2 separate regions of the Gossypium hirsutum genome follow, and region 1 is linked to region 2. A link is a contact called in public Hi-C data. All regions are on one chromosome and are shown on one strand. Each heading gives the region's core, a stretch centred on a gene start, on an enhancer-like site or on the middle of the called end of the contact. The rest is flanking DNA. Distances are from core to core; before and after follow the strand shown. Region 1 holds the start of LOC121208615 (nuclear pore complex protein NUP35). Region 2 has its middle 15 kb from the start of LOC121208613.

Region 1 (7,706 bases), core at 3,974-6,473, 120 kb before region 2:
CACTAGTTACGGCAATGGGGAAAAGAAAGATGAACATACATTGTTTTTATCACTCTTTTCTTATTTTAATTATTCTTTATTTCATAATATAAAGCCATTAACTATTATAATGCTAAAATAAAATGCACATATTATCTATCAACCATCATTATGGCCGGCCACTATATTAAAAGTGGCCCATTTGACATGCAAGTCCCCCATGTCAATAATTCATGCATTATTTGGCCACTGTAAAATTCACCTATCACATTTTCAAGTCTTATCACATGAGTCCTTTCTTATAAATTAACACCTAATTGATAAAATCAAGGCACGAAATATTCACACATACAAATTCCACATACAATAAGCACAGAATATAACATCTAATTATTTTTGTGACTCGGTTTTGTAGTTCCGAAATCACTTTCTGGCTAGGGTCAAATTAGGGCTGTCACATATATATATTTAAAAAAAATTATTTTTAGCCCTTTATAACCCATCGACTAACTAGTGATGACAGCAGGGTGAGGCGGTTTTTTGCCCACTCCGCCCTAACTTGATGCTCTATGGCCATGCTCCAACCTTGACTTTACTCCGACTTTAAAAAAATTTAACCTGCTCTAGACCCGAAAATTTAAAAGGAACAAATATTTCTTTAATAAATTATTAAGTTAAAAAGATAGAAAATGGGAGAAATAACCTTACAGGGGTGAAAAGGGGACTAGTCTTAAGGAAGTAGAATGAGACTAGTAGTGATAAATTTTAGGGATTTTAAAAATTTAATTAATATTAAATTTTTATAAAGAGTAATTTCGTAAAAATCTCAAGGCAAGGTAGGTGATTTCATTCTAAACCTGACCAACTTGGCTATTTTTAAAAATTAACCTACCATGTCCCAACCCCCAACTTCAAAAAAAAAAAAAAAACTAACAGGTCAAACTGGCCCAGAACCTCTCGGATTTGGGTTTTTTTTTCCATCCCTACGGCTAATCCATATGAGATATTCAAATAAGAAAAAAAATATCTCTTTCAAGTCATTTGCAAATGAACTCTAAAAAGTTGGGATAAAACACAAAAAAATTAAGATCCAAAAGAAAATAAAGATGTTAAAAACGTTATCTGCTTGGGTAGTAATGCAACCAATTATTCCAGATAGATTCTAAATTAATTGGTTTGGTCTAGTGTGAAGCCTAAACTATAGTAAAAAAATTATTGCGAGTGACTTGAAAGAGGCTGTTCTTTTTTTTATTTTAATATATCACATGGGTTAGTCAATGGGTTATAAAGGGTTAAAAATAAATTTTTTAAAAAATATTTTAAATTTTTTAGAGCTAGGACTAAACTGACAAATTTTGTAAATGTTGAAGGCCAAATTTATTAAATTTTTTAGAATTAGAGCTAAAAAGACAAAATTTGTAAACATTGAGAGCTAAGTTTGTTTTTTTTATATTTAAGATCAAATTAATAGAATGTGTAAACACTAGAGAATTAGTTTTGTTAAAAACCAATAAAAAAACTCACATCAATTTAGAGTGACTAAAATATTTAATTTTTAAAAAATTTAGTGACTAAATAAAAAAATTAATAGTTAAGTGATAAAAATAAAATAAAAATTTTCATAATTTACCCATAAAAAAATAATTTTCACCATGTTTCATATTATTTAATAGAAAACTTTAAAAAAAAACTAATTTACATGTGTGAAAATATATAAAAATTAATTTACTCACAACTAAAATGCAATACGTCTCTTTTTAATACTTTTTACCTATATTGGATTTATATTTTATTCAAAAGTAAGGAAAGGCAAAGGTACTAAATAATGGTAAGAAACGCAAGGTAGAAGATAATTACGTTACGGTAATTTTTTTATTAATTTAGATAATTTGAATTTTGAAATATTTTGTTTGAACTAGTAAAACAAGAAAAGCCGCAACAATAAATGCTGTAGAACTAACCTTTGAGCGCGGAAAACATAAATGGTAAGTTATACTAAATAACAATATACTAAAGAAAATTTAATGGTATGTTGAAATTGTTTGTGAAAAGAAAACATAAATTTTAAATATTTTAATTTATAAATTATTGATATTATTCATATTAAAAATTATATTTTATTTTTAAAATAATAAAAAAAGGAGTAAACAACACAATTACCATGTGTTGTCACAATAAGTGTACCACATGTCACCTACGACCTAAGATATTGTAGTATATAATATATATGAATCCGACATATATTTTAAATTGACGTACTTTTTAATGGTGGCTGACATACTTTTTGGGCCCGAAAGAAAGATATTCACTGGCATTGCTCGTTTTAACTCTGGCTTTATGCAATTGAAAATTACAAAAAAAAAAAAAATTCAACAATAACAATTACAAAAAAATCTGCAACAATTTTCATTGCAAGGAAAATTGCTCCTTCAAGTGGAATCATAAATTCACTCTATTGAAATTATACGTCCTGTCTTGTGCTGATATGTAGATTCCTAAGATCCAAACAAGTACTCCATGACTTTGTTCCCTAGTGATTTTGTAGGGCTTGCCATAACACCTCCCGACTGTCGTGCATTGGCATTGCCGTTTTGAAGATAGTACGGTCGAGGTGGCCTGAAATTGTTAGACTCTGATGTTCTACTTGATGCCGGAGTCAAAGTCATGAAGCCCTGATTATTCAATCTTTCATTTAATGCCTCGCGTTGCATTTGATCCACTGGCTTCACACCAACCATTGGTACTCCATTAATTTGCATTCCATTCCTGCCAAGAGCCCGTTGAGCCTCGGATCGTTTCTACACCAAAAAGAAAGCAATCATTGCCATGTATTGGTTTTAACATTAGCATGTATGATTTCATCTCCTTCCAGTTCTGTTAATCCACAAGAGTCAAAAGACTTTCACATACAACAATGCGTATATTTCAGAACAGATGACACAAGATTAAACATAAAGATGGGATAAAAAGAACACAGCCTAATTGTTAACAAACATATCATTCCAATCAACTACTTTTTAAATTAATCTCGGACTCGTTTTTGTTTCTTATACAAATAAAGAAAATGGCACGAACAAAACAGATTGGTATAAGGGAATTAAAAAGAAAGATAACCAGGGTACATAATACTTCTCACAAAAGAACTTAACAAATATCACTAAACAACATTAAGAGGAAGGAAATAGGAAGATGGAGACAGAAGATTCACCGAATAAAGAATGTGGATCCAGTTAGCATCTCTTGGCCCAGGAACATGTTTCAATATCACACCACACTTTTCAAACTCTCGCAAAACTAAATTTGTATCAGCAGGAGAAAATCTGGAAAGAAAGCAAATATTAAAGCCAATGGGGTCTTGCATACATATAACATCAAAACAACACCATCAGTTTAACCCCAAATGTTTAGGTTGAACACTTTGTTTTACTAGACAAACATGCTATGATAAATGTCATCACGAAGAAGGAAAATGTTAAAATTTAAGGCTGATTTATCAGAAGGTTCTATATTGAGGAGAGTGGATCAAACAAACAGATAGAAGATTTCAGGCTGCACTATTGAACATTGAGAAATCTAGCAAGAAGTTTCCATTTTTCAACAAGTAGACAAAACCACGCTAGCAATTATTCAAAACATTTAAGCGGATAGCATCAAAATAATTATGTTTTTAACCTGACACATAAAGGTATGAAATTTTAGAAAACTGAATAAGGATAATATAGGGATGCAGATAAATGTCCAGTAAAATAATAAAAGCAAAAGTTACGTCAGAAAAATGAGGCCACATTACAGGAAAAAACACTACTGATTGCTAGAAGACAACAAGACAATATATCAACTATTAAGTAGAACATGAAAGAATGGACTATGAAGCATACCCATAAACAGTAACCCATTCTTCCTCATCTAGATTTGCTGTAGGTACGGAGTTCCTCTGTATCTCTGGCCTAGCAACTGCCCTTAGAGGTGGAAGTGTGATCAATGCACCAGGCTGAGCCATGCCGTCAACGGGAGAGCCCTTTCCCTTGTCATCTTGCTCACTACTACTTGACTTGGGTGACCACCAACTCGAACTCCCTGGGCTCTGCTGATTCGACTGCCCATTAAGTACTGCAAATGAAGTGCTAGCCCTTGACTTGTTCGTTGCTGGAGTAGAGAAGTCACGTCCAGAACTTCGGACTGGAGTTCTTGGATCTGACTTGATTTCGGAAGATATAGGATAATCCAATACTCCAGATTCGGGTGAAAAATCCACACGGTCCTCCAAGGTGTACATAGGAGGAGGCGGAAGATCTGAGCCTCTGAAATTGTCTCGCCATAAAGCCGAGACTGCTGCTGCTTGACCTGGACTAGAGAATTTCCCTTTCCGGGCAGAGATTGGTGATGCCAAGTCTTGGAAAAACAATGACTGCCTCCCTGATTTTGGAGTTCTATGAACCACAGTGCTCATTTCTTTCTAGATTATAAACACTTAATAAAGATTCATCTACACAAAGTTACAAATAATGTCATTAGCTTTATCAAAACCTGATGAACCATGTTCGTAAAAACTTGATGTATCAAAACCACAGTGCTCATTATTTCCAAAGTATGATCACTTAATAAAGAGTCCTATATACAAATCATATCATCAGCTTTATAAAAACCTGATGTACCAACTTATACAATATCAATTTTCAATAAGCTCTAAAACCCCCAATTTTAAGATGATCAATAGAATGTTTAACATTCAACAATAATAACTTCAATAGTTTAGTTAACTAAAGCTGATTCTTTTGTACCTTGTTTTCTTCTCTTGGATTTATTTCTATTAAATTATCCAAACAGATTATCAGATCAATCAATAGCTTAACCTTACAAATTTTTCTCCAGCTATTAGACAATGAACCACTTTCGTAGCTCAATTCCCTTAGCAAACCATTTCATTGACATTGTAGATGTATATATAAACAGAATTAAACAAAGAAAAGAGATCGAACCTTTGAGTTGAGCTCCGTTTGGATTACCCTTCCAAATTGGAAAGCTGAAGAACAAAAATCTTCTCAGCAACAATTCTAATTTTTGAAACGCTAAATCTTAGATCCTCTTCAGAATTTGTGTTTTGATTACTGTTCTGATTCTGCTTAAATCACGTAAAAGAAAAAAAAAGCTTCATTTTCCGTTTGTTTTCGCATTACAGTTTTTTTTCCCCTAAGACCAGACAATTTCGGGTAAAAGCACCGGAGAAGTCCCTGTACTTGTGGCGGATTGCATTTCGGTATCTATACTGAATAAATAGACAAATTAAGCCTTATACATTTCAAAACGTGAAAATTAGCTCCTCCATTAAATTTTATCTGTTAAGTGATGATGTGGAACATTAATTTAAATAATTAATTATCAATTTGGTACTTGAACTATAATTAAAATATCATTTAGTAATTCTAAAAATTAAAAAATCTTAAAAATAAATATAAATTATTAAAAATATTAAAAATTATATTAAAACAGTTTTATAAATAAAAATTTCAAAAAATTTAAAATACGTATGTAAAAATCTAAAAAAAAAAAAACTTGAATATCAAACTTTCCAATCGAAACCAGACACCATCGTTTTTTTTACATGAAATTTTTTCCTTATTCTAGAAAACCCAAAAAAATAAAAAATAAAAAAAAATATAGTAGTGGAACAACCAAATGGCAAGGGAAACATCTTGGAAGAGAAGTGGAAAAGCAATCAAGAATCAAATGAGGGGTTTTAGAATATTAATTTTCTTGGAGCTCTTCGTACAGGATTTTTTTTGATGGACCAGTTCAACATGGTGATTAAGTTTAATTTGTATGGTTTTCATTTGACATAATACATCAATCACCTGTCATTTGTGTGAATTTTTTTTTAAATAAACATACTATATTAACATAAATACCATTTACTATATCTAAATTGAATACTTTTAAAATTCTATCATAAATCTGTAAATCTTCTTTCCCATTAAATGACATTTAAGCTAGATAATTAGTAACTCGATTATTTTCTAGAGGCATATTTTAGAATTCAATAATTTCATGTATCAAAATTTGATGAATCTGTCTAATTAAAATAGAATTTGAAACTGCCAATTAACTACCTTGAATACCTTTAATTATCTAAAATTGTCTATTTTATTATAACTGTACGTTTGAAGAAGGAAATTTGTGTGAATATTTGAACAAAGATATTTTGCCATGTTGTTTACCCCAGCTGCCATACTATTAGTGGGTTTCCTTCAATTTAAAACACCCCAAAAGCTTTTATGGAAGCAAAATTTTTTTCCTTCAATGAAAATCATAAATTTTTTAGAATTTTTTACATATTTATTTTGAATTTTTAGATTTCCTTAATTATAATATTTTTTAAAAAAACATTTTAGCATAAATTTAAAAAAATTATATTTACTTTAAGAAATTTTTAAATTTTTTAGAATTTTTGTTAAGAGTGTTTTTTAAAAAAATTAAAAGATATTTTAGCTATAGTTTAAGAACCAAATTAGTAATTAACCATTTAAATTAATATTTTACACCATTATTTAACCGATAAAATTTAATGGATGAGTTAATTTGTACATTTCAAAATGTAAAAGGGTTAATTTATCAATTTTTTAATAGTGTGGCTGAAATATAATTCATCCCTAAATATAAGAGCTTCCTCGATACTTTCACCAATAATTTCTATTATTTCAATTCGAATCAAATTATGAGAAAAAAAATTATTTTTCATTAGTAAAATTAAATTAATTAAGAACATGATAATTATGAAATTGCCCAAAATGGAGAGTGAAGTAAAAATTCTAAAAAAAATTTAAAATAAAACGTGATAAAAAAAGAGTAATTTTATTCGAAATCGTAAATATCTTAAATAATGTAAATCTAGTTATGTTTGTGATTATGATACATAATATTTCCTCGTTATTTTGTTGAATTACCATTAAATATTTTAGAATTTTTAAAACTTTTGATGGGAATGGTCGATCATTTATAAATATAAATGATGAATTTAAATTTATTTTAAATCTGCTCATTTTAAAATATTTATATTATTTTCAATTTTTTAATATAACAAAAAAAGAAGAAGCTATAGTTGATAAAAATTAAAAAGTGCATAACAACATATTTTCAATAGTTAATACATATTAATATTAAATTACATAATTGATTTTTTCTTTTTCATTTCAATGATTAATAAACAGTTATAAACATACCAATATTAGCTTTATTCGTTGTAATGAATCAGAGCATAAATCTCAACATCTGAAAATAAATAACAAAGTCCTTAGAAGAGTCTCTAAAATTAAATTTACAAAGTAAACTAGGATTTGCTACCCATTCTTCTCATAGCATTAGAGCATCAACACAACAATTTACAAGAAAGGTACATGTGAATAATTTACTTTACAACTATAAATAATATTATTATTTTATACATTGATAACATAATTAATTTATTTACATAATTTTTGCAGAGATCAAAATAATGAAGATGAAAAATGTATATTTTTTTAAATATTATATAATTACCTAATTATCATTTGAAATTTATTTAATTATACAATATTATATATTGTACTTATGTATAGTAATAATTACTTGTATTAATTGTATGAATTAAATTTCTTTATTTTTTGAGTACAAATAAATATTTTTAATATTATATACTTACTTAATTATCATTTGAAATTTATTTATTTTTAAAATGTTATATATTGTAATTC
Region 2 (7,428 bases), core at 2,721-5,220:
CCACAGCCCCATCAGTGGATAGATAGACCCAAGTGTCATCTGAATTGATCGTAAAATTAAATCCTTGCTTGTTATTAATGTGGTCTCCAACATGAGAGTCGCAGTGACAGCCCCAACAACTAGAGATTTTCACCACGTCAGATGCTGTCCATGATTTATGCTGGAAGATAAATAAGTTCCTATTATTCCATATATGCCAAGCGATTAATCCAAACAGACAAGACCAAATAAGACCACTATCCTGCAATCTTTCATGAAAACAAAGGTTAAGAGTAAGCCATTCCTGAAAAGAGATAGAGAAAAACCTTTGTTTTAGCTGATCTGGAACCATAAGCCTCCACACATCTTTCGCTAGAGGATATTCTTTAAGAATATATGCCAAATCCTCAAAGTCATGACCACATATAGCACATGAGCTGCAATGACTGATTCCCCGTCTAGCTCGTTCCGAATTTGTAAGAAGTCTTTGTTTGAAAGCAAGTCAAAGAAAGACTCTTACTCTCTGAGGACAATGATATTTCTAAATAATCTTTCATTGTTCCTTCTGAGAATTCCAAGAACCCTCTTTCAAAGACTAATAGGCACTGCGAACTGATAAGAGACCAGACGCTGACCGGGCCAATATAACTCTATCCGAACCAGAGTCAGTGTGTTGAGGAGGAATGCTAACAATTCTATTGATTACATCTTCAGTCACCTAAACACGAAACAAATCCAACTTCCAGCTACTATCAGAATTGACCATCTCCCTAACACAACAATCCAAATCAAGGTTAGTAGAAGAAGGAATTTTTGAGATTAAAGGGCCCATACCTGGAATCCAATGATCTTTCCAACATCGATCACTGGCACCATCTCCTATAGACCATGCTAGGTTTTCTCGAAGAATTGGCCATATCTTAGAGAGTGCCCTCCATAAATGAGAACATTGACTCCTACTAATAGAATTTGAGAACTGATCTTTCCAACCATATTTGGCACGAAGAACACGAACCTAAAGCGCAGTACTTTTAGACACTAGATTAAAGTCAATCTTCATAAGGAAAGATGAATTTTAATCTTCCAAATGTCTGAAGCTAAGACCTTCCCAAGCCCTCGATTGACAAATAGAATTCCAACCTACTAAAGACATTTTATGATGCCCATCAGTACAGCCCCAAATAAACTATCTTACCAGTCTTTCAATGTCAGCACTAACACTTTTCGGAATCATCAAGGACTGCATGAAGCAATTAGGTATGGAAATGAGTACTGATTTAGCCAAAGTGATTCTTCCTGCAATAGATAACTTCTTGGCATCCCAACTCTGCAATTTCTTTCTTACCTTATCCACAATAAAAGTCAGACTACTCTTGGTAATCCTGCTGTGCAAAAGAAGAACACCTAAATAGGTGCCAAGATTTCGGACTTCCTAAAAACCAAAAAGCTGGTTAATTTGATTACGGACATCAGCTTCAGTATCTTTGGAAAAGAATATGTTATTTTTCCTAACACTGATTTTGTGACCCAAAATCTTACAAAACTGAGTTAGGATGCTATCCAATAATCGAGCTTGGTCAAGCTAAGCTTTACAAAAGATCACCAAGTCATCCGCAAAGAATAAATGAAAAACTAAAGAAGTTGTAAGAGAAAGACGAATTGGGGTCCAGTTTCCAGTTCCTATTTTTTGTTCGAATAAAATGCCCTAACCATTCCATGCAAAGCACAAATAGATAAGGCGATAAAAGACAACCCTGACTAATTCTTCTCTTAGTTTGAACTTCTGAGTTAGGCACTCTATTTCATAGAATTTGCATAGAAGGGGAATAAATAGCTGACATGATCACGTTCCGTAAGAAGACAGGGATTCTAGCCGTAACCAAAGAAGTACTTATAAATTCCCAACTAACTTTGTCGTAAGCTTTCTCCAAATCTAACTTAATAGCCATCCACTTCCTTCCTTTCTGATTGCATCGCATAGAATGGATGACTTCTTGAGCTAAAATAATGTTATCAGAAATGTTTCGCCCAGCTATGAACCTAGCTTGTTCTTGGGAGATTAGCTTAGGAAAGATCACCTTGAACCTATATGCAATCACTTTCATCACCAACTTGTAGAGAACAGAACATAAACTAATAGGCCTAAAGTGACTAAAGTTCTCAAGACTCTCTTTTTTAGGTATCAACACAATTAACGTATTATTCAATTCTGGCTCAATCAGACGTCCAGCAAAAACATCTTTAACCCACTAACACACATCATTCCCAAGGATATCCCACTGACTTTGAAAGAAATGATCAAGGATATCTCTTCATTAGTCATAGTAGCCTCCAAAAAGTGACCTTTGAAGAATTGAAGCTAGGAAAACCAACATTTGGAATATCCCTCAAGATAGGGGGAGCCTCTCCATAAAGTCCTTCAAAGAAATCCACCGCCTTAGCTTGCAGGATGTCATGATCTAAACACCATTCCCCATTATCAATACGTAAGGTTGTGATACGGTTGAATTTCCTTCTCCTCAACGTACGACTATGAAAAAATTTGTATTCCAATCCCCCAAGTAAAGCCAATCGTAGCGAGCCCTTTGTCTCCAAAGTAAATCTTCATGGTCAAGAACATTTTCCAACTCATCCCAAATTTCCAATTCTTTTCCTGTTAAATGCGTAGAGGAAGAATGATCCAAGCCTTTTTGAATATTGTTGAGCGATCTCATTAGATTTCTCTTGCGAATACCCAAAAAGCTATAAATATTCATGTTCCAATCCTTAGCAAAAAAGGTAAATTTATTTAAAGATTCAACCATTAAACCCCAAATCCTGCAACTCAAAGGAGTCAACAAAATTACCAAATAAATCGCAACACTTACCTATGGAGACAGGTCTCTTTTTATCTGAAGAAGATAAAATAGTATTAAAATCCCCCATAATTAACCAAGGAAAAGAAAGATTAAGGTTAATAGATCTTAAGCCTTCCCAAATAAGCTTTTGTTTAGACCTATCTGGACTGCCACAAATAAAGGAAATAAAGAAAGTATTATTAGGAATAAAATTATCAACACGTAAGAAAATAAATTGCGGATGGTTTCGAATAATATGGATTTGGATAAACTCCTTCCATCCATTCCATATACCTCCTGAAATACTAACGGCTTCAACTCGATGTGAATAGTTAAACCCCAGTTTTTCAATAATAAGATTAGCATTTTTCCCACTCACTCTCGGTTCCACCAAGGAAACAATATCAAGCCTGTGCTCCGCATTGTATTCCCGAAAGGCTCGTAAAAAATTCCTGCTAGCACATCCTTGACAATTCCATGAAAGAAATTTTAGATTTAAAGCCATAATAAAATAAATATAATATAAAAATTAAAGTAAACCAAACCTCCAATTTTAAGATAAAAAATTATCAAAAAATAACAACAAATAAGGACTATAAGAAATATCCTTACTGCCCAGGGACATTTACTCTCTCTTTTTACACACCAGTTTTGACACTTATTTCAGCCCCAAGATTAGAATTTGCAAGAGTCAAAATGCTCTCGGCAAGATACTCCATCAATTCCTTCAAGGGCATTCGCTGGGCTCTCGAGATTTTAAAGCGGACATTGTTGCCATAAAGCAATTTGGCCTATTTTTTGGCATATCCTCTACCTCTGTTTTTAAGAGTTTACCCCAACCAGAGGAAATCACCGGAGAAAAACCAAAATCATTTAGGGAAGGAGCATTGTTTTTTTCCTTGGTTTGGGTACTTTTATGGGTACTTTTATGGAAGACAACAGCCGAGTGTCTACCGGAGTCAAGGTTTCCAACATCCAGTGAAATTGCACTTCTATCTCGCCCTGTATCCTTCAAATTCGGCTGAGCCTTCACCTTTGAATCGGAGACTCGTACCATCGCCTAAAACTGTTTGTAATTCTGCCACTATATTAGACCAACTGCCTCTTCCAGCAGCAACAAGAAAATGTTGGCCTGCCAAGTCTGGATCAAATCGATCCAAAATTCCCTGAACCTGACCAGCTGGGATGTCCACAAAGACCTAGCTATTAATAGGCTTCTTAATGCTATGTAAGTTTTCATTCAGACTGTTAATGGACATGCTGGGCTCCAAAATTAGCCTTTCTCTTTAATAATAAGGCCACAATCCTCTATCAAGCCTACCTCCTTTAAATTGCTTTTATTGTTGTTATTTTTTTCCCTTCTATTCGGCTGTTATAATGAGTAGCAGAATCTTTCCCAATAAAATTGCCATCCAAAATTTCTTTCCTTTATAACACCTAGTATCTGGTAAAAATCCTACATAATCCTCTTTGTACATATCCCTATTATTAAGAACTCTAAATCGAGATCTTTTGTTTTTTGTTCTTTTGGTTATTTAAGGAAATTTGCACATTTTCTCTAATTTTTCGCTTTGATTTCCTTTCAACGATCATCCATAGCCCGAAATTTTAGTCTTTCTTCTTCGAGCCAACCTCGGCTATGTTTTGAATCTCCGATGACATTTTCGACGGGGCATTCTCCTTTTCACTAAAGATTTCAAAATTTCTAAAAGGACAAGAGTTTTCCACATATCCATATCTCCCACGGTGAAAATAGATTGTATATAAAGATTCATATTCAACATTCTGCTTATGACCATTAATCAAAATATGAGACACCAACAACTTTTCCAAGTCAACGTAAACAACCATTTTAGCAAATCGCCCCCTAGTCCTGCTATCCGTGTTCATATCTAATTTAACAACTTTTCCAACCATTTCCCCTATTTCAGTGATGATTTTATGATTGTATAAATAGTGAGGTAAACCAAGAAATGTAATCCATGCCATCACAGCACTTGGGTAAACTTGTGTAGGGTTAAAGGTTAACATCCAAGGTTGAACCATCAAATATTGACCAAAGCTGATCCAAGGACCTTCAAAAAGCGCTTTTTCACAGTCCAACTTATTCTGAAATTTTACCAGGAAGTAACCATTTTCTATATCCACAGGAAATTTTCTATATGTAAAGGCGCTGATGGTCTCCACAGGTTGTACAGTTTATTCTGCAAAATCGAAATACCAATGTTACGACCAAGAAATTTTAAAATCACGGTGTTCTCTATACCTTGAATAAGGATTTTGTGAATCCTATCCGAGAAAGAAATAGAGGGCACACCATTCACAACTGATTTATAAATGTCCCCGTCCAAGATATCAATATCATCTTTTCCTTCCGAATCGTTGAAAGTATCCTTTGACGATTGGCTGACGAGCATATCCCTCCACGAGATAGGCTTTTTCGGAGATGGATCAATCAACATATCATAATTTATATCATCATCTTCTCCTCTGAATTAAACTTTCTTAGGAATCAACTCCTCAGTAATGGGATTTTCAGAGTTAGTGGTTTCACATAGAGAACTCTTTTTTTTTTTTTGAAGTTTATTATTTTTGTAAAATTGCCATTATTTTCAAATACAAAATATTGTCAATGATAAATAATTATATCGTGAGTAGGCAGCAGATTCAATGATTGCCATCACAATTCAAGGTATTTTAAATGTTGAATTTTCAAATAAACAACAGAGTTTTATAAGTATATATTTCCTTATCACTACTATTGAAGTTTAAAGTTACGTGAATATTTATATAATCATACTCCAAGTCCCACCTTTAAAGTATAATGGACAATTTCCTACACTAGTAGAGTAATTCAAAAATTCAAGATTTTCACGGTAATCAACAATATCAATTTTTTTTTGGTAAAAAAAATTAATCACGTTTCTATTTTTTTTTTGTTCATGTTATTAATTTTTCTTTTCTTTTCCGAATTTTTAAATTTTTTCCTTTTTTCTTTATTTTGTAATAATTAAACAACCAGTGATTGAATAAAAAAACCAACTGTTTGGTTGGTCAACCATTCGCCTGGTCCTTACAATATTGGTAATTTATACAGTGAGAATTAAATATATTATACTATAATGTAAATATTAAAAAAATATGATAAGTGGATTATATTTTAAATTTTAATAAAAATATATGTAATGATAGCTCAAACATGTATATATTATAATAGTGAATATTTAATGTACTGTTAATATATGAGTTTTATGTACCATTAATGAATATTAACATGTCACCTCTTCACTGATGAAAATAATATCCAGGTTTATAAATAAATTCTATTAACTTTCTTTAAACATATACTCAAAATCCAAAAATTAAAACACAAAACTTGATATAAATCGTAAATCCTAAACGATGATATGTTGTATCACGAGTTAACTGAGTGATATAGAAAATATCAATGTGTTAAAAATTTTAATTTTATTATTTTAAACAAAATTTATTTTTTTTTACCATATATATGTCAATTTGATGTAATAATACATATGATAATAAATGCTAAAAAGGAGATATTTCACTTTTTTAGCCACAATCATTGACTAAAGAAAAGAAGTAAGAAGCGATTCCATTGGCTTTGGAGAGCTTTTAATTAATATACACAACTAAAAACAAGGTGCCTTATATCGTAGAACCATTAGCTCTGGGAATATCTTAGAACCGCGCATTACGCATATATAATGCATGCTTGCATGCCTGTAGTATATTTGTCTGCCACATGCAAAATTCGACAAATTAATATCGGTTTATGATCATCTGCCCCATCCAATAATTGTTCAATTACTTGTCCCTCAATTCATGCATGGAAAACTTATATTATCTATGATCACGACGTAGATTATATTCATAATGCTAATTAATTAAAATGTAAACGTGATACACGCGATTAAGACATACACGGTTATTTAATGAAAACTATACTATATATTGCCAAATTTATTGTCGATTTGTAATGCCACAATATTTTCTTATATGCATTTATAAATTATTTGGATCTGTTAAAAAAAATGATTTCAAGTTTGTTACATGATAAATTTAAAGTGATTATAAAATAAGATGGGTTGGCGACGGAGATGATTGGTTCATCCTGTTTAGGACAAGGTAAAAAGTTGATAAGATGGGTGGTCAAAGTGGTTGTGGAGGAGAGGAAAGGGAGTTTAGGTTTGGAAGGAAGAAGGTTGTAGGTTCCCTGGCATTTTCTTTAAGCTCTCAACCTTATATATGTTGATTGTCCCTTTTCCAAAGGCTCCACATGTCGAGTCAATATTGGTGGTAGCGACCTAACACTATAGGTTTAGGTAGAGTGGCACTATGATGTGCCCACGGTCATCTCGGATGAGACGTGGTGGTTGGGACTTGATATGATGGTTTAATAAGTAGGATCGTCTGTCAGGAAAGTTGCTAACTAAGTGGGCCTCCACGAGGAGTCTCAAGCTGCGAGTCTTACATGTTTGTTCAAGGCGTGACTGCTTAGAACTGCTTAGCGGGTTTTAGCCCTTCAGTTAAGAGAGAGGTTATATAGTGGCCTGCTATAAAACTAGTTTGTGTCTGTAGGTGTGAAAGGGGA

The links. A called contact is a pair of places that touch in the nucleus more often than the background predicts.
Region 1: a Hi-C map of leaf shows a contact between it and region 2, with 2.8 times the contacts expected there. The contact joins the promoter of LOC121208615 here to the enhancer-like site in region 2. A contact is called at or near these places in 3 of 34 Hi-C or Micro-C datasets (leaf and seedling).

What each region holds. Positions count from the first base shown.
Region 1 is chrA10:8,562,328-8,570,033 of Gossypium_hirsutum_v2.1, reverse strand. LOC121208615 (nuclear pore complex protein NUP35) reads right to left here and starts at 5,223. Exons shown (of 4, transcript XM_041079744.1): 1 at 4,959-5,223; 2 at 3,858-4,465; 3 at 3,188-3,299; 4 at 2,276-2,777. The coding sequence starts at 4,429. The coding sequence ends at 2,475.
Region 2 is chrA10:8,438,398-8,445,825 of Gossypium_hirsutum_v2.1, reverse strand. No RefSeq gene overlaps it. Among protein-coding and RNA genes, the nearest start is that of LOC121208613, 15 kb to the left of the region's middle. Within about 2 kb of position 3,970, at least 9 of the 9 cell types and tissues checked have an H3K27ac peak or open chromatin away from gene starts, as enhancers often do. A contact at or near this core is called in leaf, where this site is marked.